2 separate regions of the Macaca mulatta genome follow, and region 2 is linked to region 1. A link is a contact called in public Hi-C data. All regions are on one chromosome and are shown on one strand. The core of a region is the stretch at or near the end of the contact, and the rest is flanking DNA. Distances in the headings are between cores, read along the strand shown.

Evidence for each region. Hi-C and Micro-C count contacts between places; a contact is called where the count stands out from the background.
Region 2: a Hi-C map of fetal cortex germinal zone shows a contact between it and region 1, with 6 times the contacts expected there. The contact joins the promoter of C10H20orf203 here to the enhancer-like site in region 1. A contact is called at or near these places in 8 of 14 Hi-C or Micro-C datasets (CD4 T cells, blood, fetal cortex germinal zone and 4 more).

What each region holds. Positions count from the first base shown.
Region 1 is chr10:85,344,333-85,349,500 of T2T-MMU8v2.0, reverse strand. NOL4L (nucleolar protein 4 like) reads left to right here. Exons shown (of 12, transcript XM_077951431.1): 2 at 4,590-4,745. Among named protein-coding and RNA genes, the nearest start is that of NOL4L, 58 kb to the left of the region's middle. Within about 2 kb of position 3,735, at least 9 of the 40 cell types and tissues checked have an H3K27ac peak or open chromatin away from gene starts, as enhancers often do. A contact at or near this core is called in CD4 T cells, where this site is marked.
Region 2 is chr10:85,470,939-85,476,741 of T2T-MMU8v2.0, reverse strand. C10H20orf203 (chromosome 10 C20orf203 homolog) reads left to right here and starts at 4,310. Exons shown (of 5, transcript XM_077949062.1): 1 at 4,310-4,329; 2 at 5,401-5,509; 3 at 5,637-5,706. The coding sequence starts at 4,310.

The sequences.
Region 1 (5,168 bases), core at 2,486-4,985:
ATGAAGGTTATTACCTCCATGGATGCGAGGGATAGCAGAGATGTCTGTGGCACGTGACTACTGTCGGATCCCTTTGTTGCTGTCTTCTCAGGGTTCTCCTTGAAGGCCACGCAGACATCCTGGCATTCTTCCCCTAGGGTGTAGCACACATGGAATCCAGGTGGCTCCAGCTCACCAGAGGACAGTTCAAGGTGTGGCTCTGCAGCCCTTGTGTGGTTTGAGTTCTGGTCGCTCCAGGCCCTCTCCTTTCCTATGTAAATCTTTGCTGTAGAGATAGTTGGATTACAGAACCCAAATTTGAACATCAAGAGAGAAAGTGATCAATTTTTAAAGAAGGAACTACTGAAAACTGCTTCCCTGTTTTATAGTCACATCAGACCAGGTGCAAAGCTGTTGTTTACGAGTTGGCCTAAGAATGCAGGTGGAAAGCTGGGATAGAGACAGGGGCCATATGGGACAGTATGTTTTGCTTTTTTATCTGGGTTGGTCAATTACACTTTGACTTTTGGAAAGCTTATTCCAAGTTTGTGGGAGCCTTAGCATATTATTTAGGAATTAAATAAGACTGTGCATCTCTTCTGATGGTGGGTGTTACTGAGGGGGACCCATTTTGTCATGGGTCCCCTCTGGATGCGTTAGAGGGACTGGAGATAAGAAGAGATTCCTAAACACAAAATGTCCAGACTTGGGAGGTCCAAGGAAAGAGATGAACATTAACCAAGTCTGTATGTGCTGAATGCCTGACATACATGCTTGATCCTTGAATGTCCAACTAGTACTTTTTAGGCCCATTTTACAGGTGCAGAAACTGACTTTCAAGAGGTATAGAAATAGGCCGGGCACAGTGGCTCACACCTGTAATCCCAGCACTTTGGGAGGCTGAGGTGGACGGATCATCTGAGGTCAGGAGTTGCAGACCAGCCTGGCCAACATGGCGAAACCCCGTCTCTACTAAAAATACAAAAATTAGCCAGGCATGGTGGTGGGCACCTTTAATCCCAGCTACTTGGGAGGCCGAGGCAGAGGAATCGCTTGAACCGAGGAGGCAGAGGTTGCAGTGAGCAGAGATTGCACCACTGCACTCCAGCCTGTTTGACAGAGCAAGACTCTGTTTCAAAAAAAAAAAAAAAAAAAGTGGTATAGAAATAAAGTGACCCACCCAAGGCCCCCAAGCTGGTTAGGGGGAAATTTCTATCTCATCTACATAAAATATTGTCTCCTCATCAGATTGCCTTCTTTCTCCATTCCTTCCCACAAAATTTTATCTCCTTCCTTTTCCAGAAATATCTGTGTTCTGGTCTGAAACAATTTTGAACAGGGAGGCCTACTGGCCTTTAAGCAGCTAAGCCTCCAGAGCTATGCCTCTGGATTCAGGTGATCCAAATGTGGCGGACTTCACTGTATACTTAAAAATGGTAAAGATGGTGCATTCTGTGTATGTATTTTACCTGAATTTAAAAATTCAGTGGAACTATCCCATGATATTCTTTTTAAAAACTGTTTTTTAAATTAAAGTTTATCACATATACAGAAATATACAGATTGTAAATGTTAAGGTTTTTGGTTTTTTTGAGACGGAGTTTCGCTCTTATTGCCCAGGCTAGAGTACAATGGCGCGATCTCAGCTCACCGCAACGTCTGCCTCCTGGGTTCCTGCCTCAGCCTCCTGAGTAGCTGGGATTACAGGAATGCGCCACCACGCCCTGTTAATTTTGTATTTTTAGTAGAGACGGGGTTCTCCATGTTGGTCAGGCTGGTCTCAAACTCCCGACCTCAGGTGATCCAGCTGCCTGGACCTCCCAAAGTGTTGGGATTACAGGTGTGAGCCACTGTGCCCAGCCAAATGTTAAGATTTAATGACTTAGCCGGGCACGGTGGCTCAAGCCTGTAATCCCAGCACTTTGGGAGGCTGAGACGGGCGGATCACAAGGTCAGGAGATCGAGACCATCCTGGCTAACACGGTGAAACCCCGTCTCTACTAAAAAATACAAAAAACTAGCCGGGCGAGGTGGCGGGCGCCTGTTGGTCCCAGCTACTCCGGAGGCTGAGGCAGGAGAATGGCGTAAACCGGGAGGTGGAGCTTGCAGTGAGCTGAGATCCGGCCACTGCACTCCAGCCTGGGCGACAGAGCCAGACTCAGTCTCAAAAAAAAAAAAAAAAAAAAAAAAGATTTAATGACTTAATAAGTTGAACACACTTCTATAACTACTGCCCAGATCAACAAATAGAAACCCAGCTATATTCATTCTTAAGGTTCATTTTATTTATTTTCACCAATGTGAACCTCTGGTTAGAAGTGGCTTGTAACTGTACATCCCAAATCCAGATCTTTGCTGAGTAAAATTTTTTTAAAAGTCTAACTGACCTATCATAATATTTGTCCCATCTCAACCTGTCATGGCAGTATTTGAAGGGCCCCGTAATGCTGGGCATTTATGGGTCAATAGTGAGCAAGTTAGTCATTGTTCAGCCCGTACAGATGGCCTGAGATGTCAGAGGGGGTGGGATATCCCCCAAAAGAGGTAAAATTGATTCCCGAGAGAGGTTAAGAAAAGTCATGGAACTTTACAGCTCATCTCATAAGTGAAGCTTGGGGAGGTTGAAGGGTTTGCACACAATCTCACAGCGAGGAAGCCGGACCAGCAAGTGGCTTCTCCTGTACACGCAAAGAGAGATATGCACTATCTGAGATGTCCCATTGAAATGGGTTCTGACCAGGCAGGAAGCCATTGGCAAGAGGGCCTGGTTGGGGCCAGTGAGGTCACCTCCCAGCGTCACCACTTAGGGACACTGCCCACTAGCTGTGGGGCTCGGGACCCTACATCCCAGATGCCCTTTGCCCCCCATCTGCTTTCTGCTCTTGGATGGGCTGCTGGTGAAGAGACACTGCTGTTCGCCCATCGTGGTGTGTCAGGAAAGCTACTGGGTGAAACCAAGACCTATCTTTGCCAGAACCTGTTGTGAGCGAGCGTCCCCTGCCAGTGTGGCCTGTATTCTCCTTGGACTACAAAGTCCGAGGTCTGAAGCCATCTCTGCCACCCACCAGCCACCGCACCTCAGGCAGGTCCTGACCCTAACAACCTCCCAGTGTTGCCCCGGTGTTCAGCTCTCTCATACCTGGGGGAAACATGGCGAACTGCAAAGCACTTCTTAATAACAATATTTATCTAGCAATCCCTGTACGCCAGGCTCAGTGCTAAGTGCTGCATGCACATCTCAGTTCTTCCCCACAGTAGCTCATGGGAAAGGGGCTTCTGTTATCCCTATTTTACAGATAAAGGGACTGAGGCTCGAAGCACAGTAAGTGCTTGGGGTCACAGGGCCACTTCCATGATGAGCCGTATTCAAACCAGGGCAGAGTGTGTCCAAGTGACCCTGCCCAGCTGCCACTTAGAACCACTCAGTCATCCAGTCATTATTTACTGACTACCTACTATGTGTCAGGAACTGATTTAAGTGCTGGAGAGACAGCTGAGAAGGAGCAGGCGAAGCCCACATCCTCTTGTTGCTGACATCCTTGAGTTGGGGTCCTCTGGGGAAGAATTCTCTTGGAGATGTGTCTTTGGGCACTTTTGGAGAAAAGCCTGCTTCCTTTCCCCCCAGATTCCCTCCATACGGCTTGTTCTTGATCTTCAAAGCCCCCTGACATCCCCAAAGACTCCCCTTAAGGAGCTGGCGGCTGACAGTCTAGTGTCCCTGGGTCTGTGTACCTCGCTTGCAGGGACTGCCTGCGCAGAGCAGTTCCCCAGCAGTCTGTTCCCTTCCGGGCCCTGGCCTCGCCCCCAGCCTCCTGCCCTGTGGTTTCCCTGCAGCCCCTTTCCTGCTGGAGGGGAGGACAGGCGTCAGCCCCGCAGCTGTTTGCTATTGAAGGACCCGTCTTGCTCCTGGTGCACCTTGTCGGGCCAGCTGACACCACTCATGCCAGCCTGATAAGAGGCTCGGGGCCCATGGCCACCCCGTTCACACGGCCCTGCCACCTCCTCGTGGCCTCGTGCCTGTTATTCTGTACATCTCCACACACAAAGAGACCGGGTGCAGTTGCTGGCGCTCAGCTGCTGGAGTGGGGAGGGCAGGCAGCCGAGAAAAGCTTTTCAGAAAGGCCAGGGCGGAGGCAGGAGTCACCCAGGTGATCGGAGCGGTTCCCCCGGGACCCCAGCCCAGGCCCGCAGTGAAAGGTTACTGCTAATTGGCGAGCTCCTGATGGGGCCGCATCTATTTAGCACTCCCCCCTCCCCAGAGACTTCCAGGATGGTCTTGGCACAGCGTGTGATTCAAGAGCTCCCCGCCCGAGTCTGGCACAATCTGTCTGAAATTGTGAACATGGAGCCTCTTGGTTTTTTAATTTGTGTTTTCGTTGTCGCCGTTCTCTGCCCATTGTCGCTGGTAGATTTCATAGCTGCAGCCACCCTGACTCTGGCGTCCCCCCTCCAGGGAGCCCCCTCGGCAGGCTCCCTCCCCTCCCCACCCCAAGACCCACTGTCAGAGGCATTGCCCATCCTGAGTCCTGACCCGTTGCCCCGGCCTCAGGGCCCAGTTCTCACCCCGCCATCATCCCTGACACTAACACAGCTTGTCCACCCTGTCGCAGGGGGCAGATGGCCTGTCGGAGCCGGAGGGCATCTCTCTGAAGCGGGTCGCTGTGGTGGAAGATTTCTTTGACATCATCTACTCGATGCATGTGGAGAGCTCAGCAGAGCCAGGCAAAGCCCCCAAGCACGCTGGGCAGAAGAAAACCTACCGAGCGGTGAGATTTCTGTCCCTTTGCCTCCACTGGCAGCCCCAGGCCTTGGCAGGAGGCCATGGGCTCCGCACATGTTGGGCTGGGGGGGGGCGGGGCAGGGAGCTGAGGCGTGATGAAACGGCCTTTCGGGATCTAGGGGGGCACAGGGCAAGGGCACGGCAGCCAGAGATGGCTCACAGGGCGAAGGGAGGGGATCTGTGGTCTGAGCACAAAGGAAAAGCAGGTTGAAGGGGGTGAGAGGGAGGGAAGGAGAGGGATGAGGGCAGGAGGTGCCCTCCTCTTCCCCGTTTCTGCTTCACTTGCTCCTACCTGACACTGACCCCCCAGCCCCCTGCAGCCTGTTCTGGGGCTGGGGTGCTGGGGGCAGATAATGAACAGAGGAACAAATGCCTCCATGGCATGGCATTTACCGCATGCCAGGCCTGT
Region 2 (5,803 bases), core at 3,061-5,560, 130 kb before region 1:
CTGCAACCTCTGCCTCCCAGGCTCAAGTGATTTTCCTGCCTCAGCCTCCTGAGTAGCTGGGACTACAGGCACATGCCACCATGCCTGGCTGGTTTTTTTCTTTTTTTTTTTTTTTTCTATTTTTAGTAAAGACAGGGTTTCACCATGTTGCCCTGGGTGGTCTCGAACTCCTGAACTCTGACAATCCACCTGCCTTGGCCTCCCAAAGTGCTGGCATTACAGGCATGAGCCACTGCACCCAGCCTTATGTAAGTTTTTATGTGAATATATGTTTTCATTTCTCTTGGATATATACCTTTTAGTATATTTAGTATACCTGAATTGCTGGATCATATAACTCTATATATAACCTTTTGAACTGTCAGGCTTTTTCCAAAACGTTTTACATTCTTAGCAGCAGTGTATGAGGTTTCTGATTTCTCCATATTCTCATCAACACTTGTTATATCTGTCTTTTTTATTATAACTAACCTAGTAGGTACAAAGTGGTATCTCATTGTGGTTTTGATTTGCATTTTCCTAACGATTAATGATGTTGAGTATCTTCTCATGTGCTTATTGGCCATTTGTATATCTTCTTTGGAGAAATGTCTATTTACATCCTATGCTTATGCATTAGTCTGTTTGCATTGCTATAAAGGAATAGCTGAGACTGAGTAATTTGTAAAGAAAAGAGGTTTATTTGGCTCACAGTTCTACAGGCTGTACAGGACGCATGGCACCAGCACCTGCTCCTGGAGCAGGCCTCAGGAAGCTTGCAGTCATGGTAGAAGGCAAAGGGGAACCAGTGTGAGCAAAAGAGGGAGTGGGAAGTGCCAGCCTCCTTCAGACAACCAGCTCTCTTGTGAAGTAACAGAGCAAGAACTCCCTCATTACTGCGAGGGGGACACCAAGCCATTCATGAGGGAGTCACCTCCATGACCCAAACATCTCCCAACAGGCCCCACCTCCAGCATTGGAGATCATATTTCAGCATATTTGGAGGAGACAAACATCCCAACCATATCAGCCCTTTTTTATTTTTATTTTTTAAATTTTGAGATGGAGTCTTCCTCTGTTGCCCAGGCTGAAGTGCCGTGGCACGACCTTGGCTCACTGCAAACTCCGCCTCCTGGGTTCAAGTGATTCTCCTGCCTCAGCCTCCTGAGTAGCTGGAATTACAGGCGCCTGCCACCACTCCTGCCTAATTTTTGTATTTTTAGTAGAGATGGGGTTTCACCATGTTGGCTAGGCTGGTCTTGAACTCTTGACCTCAGGTTATCTGCCTGCCTCAGCCTCCCAAAGTGCTGGGATTACAGGAGTGAGCCACCGTACCTGGCTCAGCCCATTTTTAAACTGGGCTATTTGTCTTTTATTATTGAGTTGTAAGCGTTCTTTATATATGCTGGTTAGAATCCATTATCAGATATATGATTGTCAGCTATTTTCTCCTATCCTGTGGGACACTTTTCACTTTCTTGATAGTGTCCATTGAAACACCTTTTTTTTTTTTTTTGACAGGATCTTGTTCTGTTGCCCAGGCTGGAGTGCCGTGATGCAATCTTGGCTCACTGCCACCTTGCCCTCCCAGTCTCAAGCAATCCTCCTGCCTCAGCCTCCCAAAGTGCTGGGATTTCAGGTGTGAGCCACCATGCCTGACCTGAAAATTTAAATTCTGATGAAGCCCAGTCTATCTATTTTTTCTTTGGTTGCTTGTGCTTTTGGTATCATATTTATGAAACTGTTGCCTCATCCAAGGTCATGAAGATTTATGTCTATGTTCTCAGAGTTTTATAGCTTTAGCTCCTACATTTGTTTTCATCCATTTTGAGTTAATTTTTGTGTATGGTGTGAGGCAGGGGTCTGACCTCTTTCTTTTGCAAGGCTGTGTTTTGCCCATTGAACTCCACCATTAAATATGTTCAGCTCTTGCAGGTGAACCAAATGTGAGGGTTTATTTCTGGACTCTTAGGGCTCTTGTTTATATTTCATTGATCTCAATGTCTGTCCGTATGCCAGTACCACACTGTCCTGATTACTGTAGCTTTGTAGTAGTTTTTGAAATTGGAAGTGTGTGCACTCCAGCATTGTTCTCTTTTTTCTTCTACTTCTTCTTTTGTTTTTGGGGAAGGGTCTTGCTGTGTCACCCAGGCTGAAATGCAATGGCACATTCTTGGTTCACTGTAATCTCTACTGCCCAGGTTCAAGTGATCCTCCCACCTCAGCCTCCTGAGTAGCTAGGACTACAGGCGCATGCCACCACACCCAGATAAATTTTTGTATTTTTTGTAGAGATGAGGTTTCACCATATCACCTAGGTTGGTCTCAAACTCCTGGACTCAAATGATCTGCCCACCTTGGCCTCCCAAAATGCTAGGATTACAGACATGAGCTACCACGCCTGGCCCACCATTATTCTTTTTCAGGACTGTTTTGACTTTTCTGAGTCCCTTAAATTTCCATATGAACTTTAGGATCAGCTTGTCAATTTCTGTAAAGAACCAAGTTGGAATTTTGATGGAGATTGTGTTGAATCTGAAGATCAATTTGGGGAGTCTTGCCATGTTAACAATATTAGGTCTTTAGATGCATGAACATTGGTATTTTTCCATTTATTTATGGCATCTTTAATTTCTTTAAACAATGTTTTGTAGTTTTCAGATTATAAGTTTTGTACATCTTTTATTCCTTTTTTTTTTTTTTTTTTTTTTTTGAGACGGAGTCTCGCTCTGTCGCCCAAGCTGGAGTGCAGTGGCGCGATCCTGGCTTACTGCAAGCTCCACCTCCTGGGTTCACGCCATTCTCCTGCCTCAGCCTCCCAAGTAGCTGGAACTACAGGCGCCCGCCACCGCGCCCGGCTAATTTTTTGTATTTTTAGTAGAGACGGGGTTTCACCGTGGTCTCGATCTCCTGACCTTGTGATCCGCCCACCTCAGCCTCCCAAAGTGCTGGGATTACAGGCGTGAGCCACCACGCCCGGCCTCCTTCTTTTATTCCTAAGCATTTTATTCTCTTTGATGCTAGTATAAATTGAATTATTTTCGTAATTACATTTTTGAAGTGTTCATTGCAAATGTGTAGAAACTCAATTGAATTTTGTATATTGATCTTGTATCCTGCAACTTTGCCAAACACATTTATTAGTTACAATATTTTTTTTAGTGGATTCTTTAGGAATTTTTTTTTTTTTTTGCTCTGTCGCCCAGGCTGGAGTGTAGTGGTGTGATCTTGGCTCATTGCAACCTCTGAACCCCAGGTTCAAGCAATTCTTGTGCTTCAGCCTCCTGAGTAGCTGGGGTTACAGGCCCACCACCACACCTGGCTAATTTTTGTATTTTTAGTAGAGTCGGGGTTTTGCCATGTTGGCCAGGCTGGTCTTAAACTCCTGACCTTAGGTGATCCGCCTGCCTTGGCCTCCCAAAGTGCTGAGATTACAGTCATGAGCCACCGTGCCCAACCAGGATTTTCTATATATAAGATCATGTCATCTGCAAATAGGAATAGTTTTACTTCTTCCTTTGCAACCTGAATGATTATTTTCTTGCCATTGTACTCAGTACAATGTTGAATACGAGTTGTGAATCCAACTTTGCCGTAAGAGTGGACATCCTTGTCTTGTTCCTGGTCTTGGGGAAAGCCCCCAATCTCTCACCATGAAGTATGATACCAGCTGTAGGAACACTCTTCTTAGAACTCCCCGAAAGACTGGCTGGTTTACATCCTCAGTTCCAGCAGTATACAAGCAGGAGGCCTAGTCCCCCATCCCTTGCCAACACAGTAACCCCAGGCTTTAGAGGCGAAGAACCCAAGCCTGGGAGGGAAGTGCTGCGTGCTATGTCACACAGATACTCAGCGACCTACAGTTCAGCTGTCCACATGCACTGGGAGTGAGCCCCGGACACTCAGCCTTCCCTCCCCTGGGGTGGGATGCCTTGAGACCCCCTAAAAAAAGCACTGGTACAGAGGAACTTCTGGGCTCTGTTCTTGTATAAGTCACTGGCTGTGCAACTGTAGGCAGGTCACTTTCCTCCGGGCCTTGGTTTGCCCATCTGGGTAGTGGAAAGAGTGGTCCACCTTGAAATCTTCCAACTCTGACCATCTCTGCCCCACCCACCCTTAAATTCACAGTGGCTTCAGCATCCACCACTGCCCAGAGAAGCCACCAGAGGGCGCCCCAGACCATCATTTGACCCAGCTTGGGTGCAGGGTGCCCTGGGGAGGCTGAGAGCAGTGCCTATTTTCCAGGAGCTGCTAGCTGTGCTTGCACAGACTTCCTGTGACTAGACCCGCCCGCTCCTCTGGCTGAGCTCTGATCTCCAGGAAGGGAGTAATGGAGGCACCATCCCCAAGGTGAGTGACCTAGCACTCACCTTGCCTGCTCTGGGTTGCCGCTGAGACTCAGGCTTTGCAGCATCAGGGCCAGCAGCCTTGCGTCTCTCAGCCTTGGGAGGCTTCCACCATCTCTGAGCAGGCCTCTCACTGGTGCTGCATCCTCTCCCCACCAAATTGCCCAGCAGCAGGAAGCCCCCCAAACTGGTGGGTATCTGGCCACCTGGAATGAGGACCTCACTGTCCTTTGTGGATGTGAATGTATTCATGCTGGGGGCCTGGACAGTGTAGTCTCCAAAACCACAGCATCTGGGACTCCTAGATACCTCCAGGATAGATCCTAGAACCATAGAAGCAGAAATCACAGACATCAGGAACCACCCAGAACTTCCCAAAAAAACCAGAGGAGGCTCCATCAGCACCCCCATGACCCCCCAAGGCTGATTTTACCCTTCAAATAAAATCAAAACCTTTGCTTTGCAAATTGAGCTCCGAGACACAGCAGCATCTCCCTACCATCCCAAGAGTCTCACCAGCCCCCTGCATGGAGGGCTACTGGGCCCCCTCTGATGCCAGGGGTATTTGCTTTTTTTTTTTTTTTTTTTTTTTTTGAGACGGAGTCTTGCTCTGTCGCCCAAGCTAGAGTGCACTATCTCAGCTCACTGGCGCGATCTCAGTTCACTGCAACCTCTGCCCCACCAGGTTCAAACGATTCTCGTGCCTCAGCCTCCCAAGTAGCTGGTACTACAGGTGTGCACCACCATGCCCAGCTAATTTTTGTATTTTTAGTAGAGACGAGGTTTTGCCCTGTTGGCCAGGCTGGTCTCAAACTCCTGACCTCAAGTGATCCTCCTGCCTAGCCCTCCCAAAATGACAGGTGTGAGCCACCGCACCCAGCCACATTTGCTTTGCATTCCAGTTGTTTGTATGTGTGTTTTCTCTCCCCTTCTAGACTGGGGTCCCCTTAAAGGCAGAGTGAATCTCAGATTCATCTTAGTCCCTTCCTAGGGTCTTGTTCAGGACCCTGCATCCAGCAGATGCTCCACAAATGTCAACATAGGAATCCAGATCCCATCCTCTCCTCACTCAAAGGATCCAGGGCTGCCTCTTCCTCTTCCGTAGCAGTGTGGCTTTGCGGAAGACACTTAAGCTCTCTAATCCTTCTCCTCAGAGTGCCAGACTGCAGCTGCCACATGAAGAGGTAAGACTCAGGCAGGCTAGGTGCCAGGTTACCCCCCAGTTCCCCAGACCTTTCAGATGGCAGTGGCTGGCTACTCAGGTCAGACCAGATACTGTGCTGGACACTTCAGCTTTGTTATCTCCCCCAGTCTTCTCAGAGGCTCTTTGAGGTGGGCACTATTGCCATCTCCAGCCTTACCAATGGGGAAACCCAGGCATGTGACCATGAGCTCCCTTGCCTGAGGTCATGTTGGTTGGCAAAGGTGTCTGAGCCTATAGCCCTGCTTTGAACCGACTTGGGGCAGGGATGAGCAGC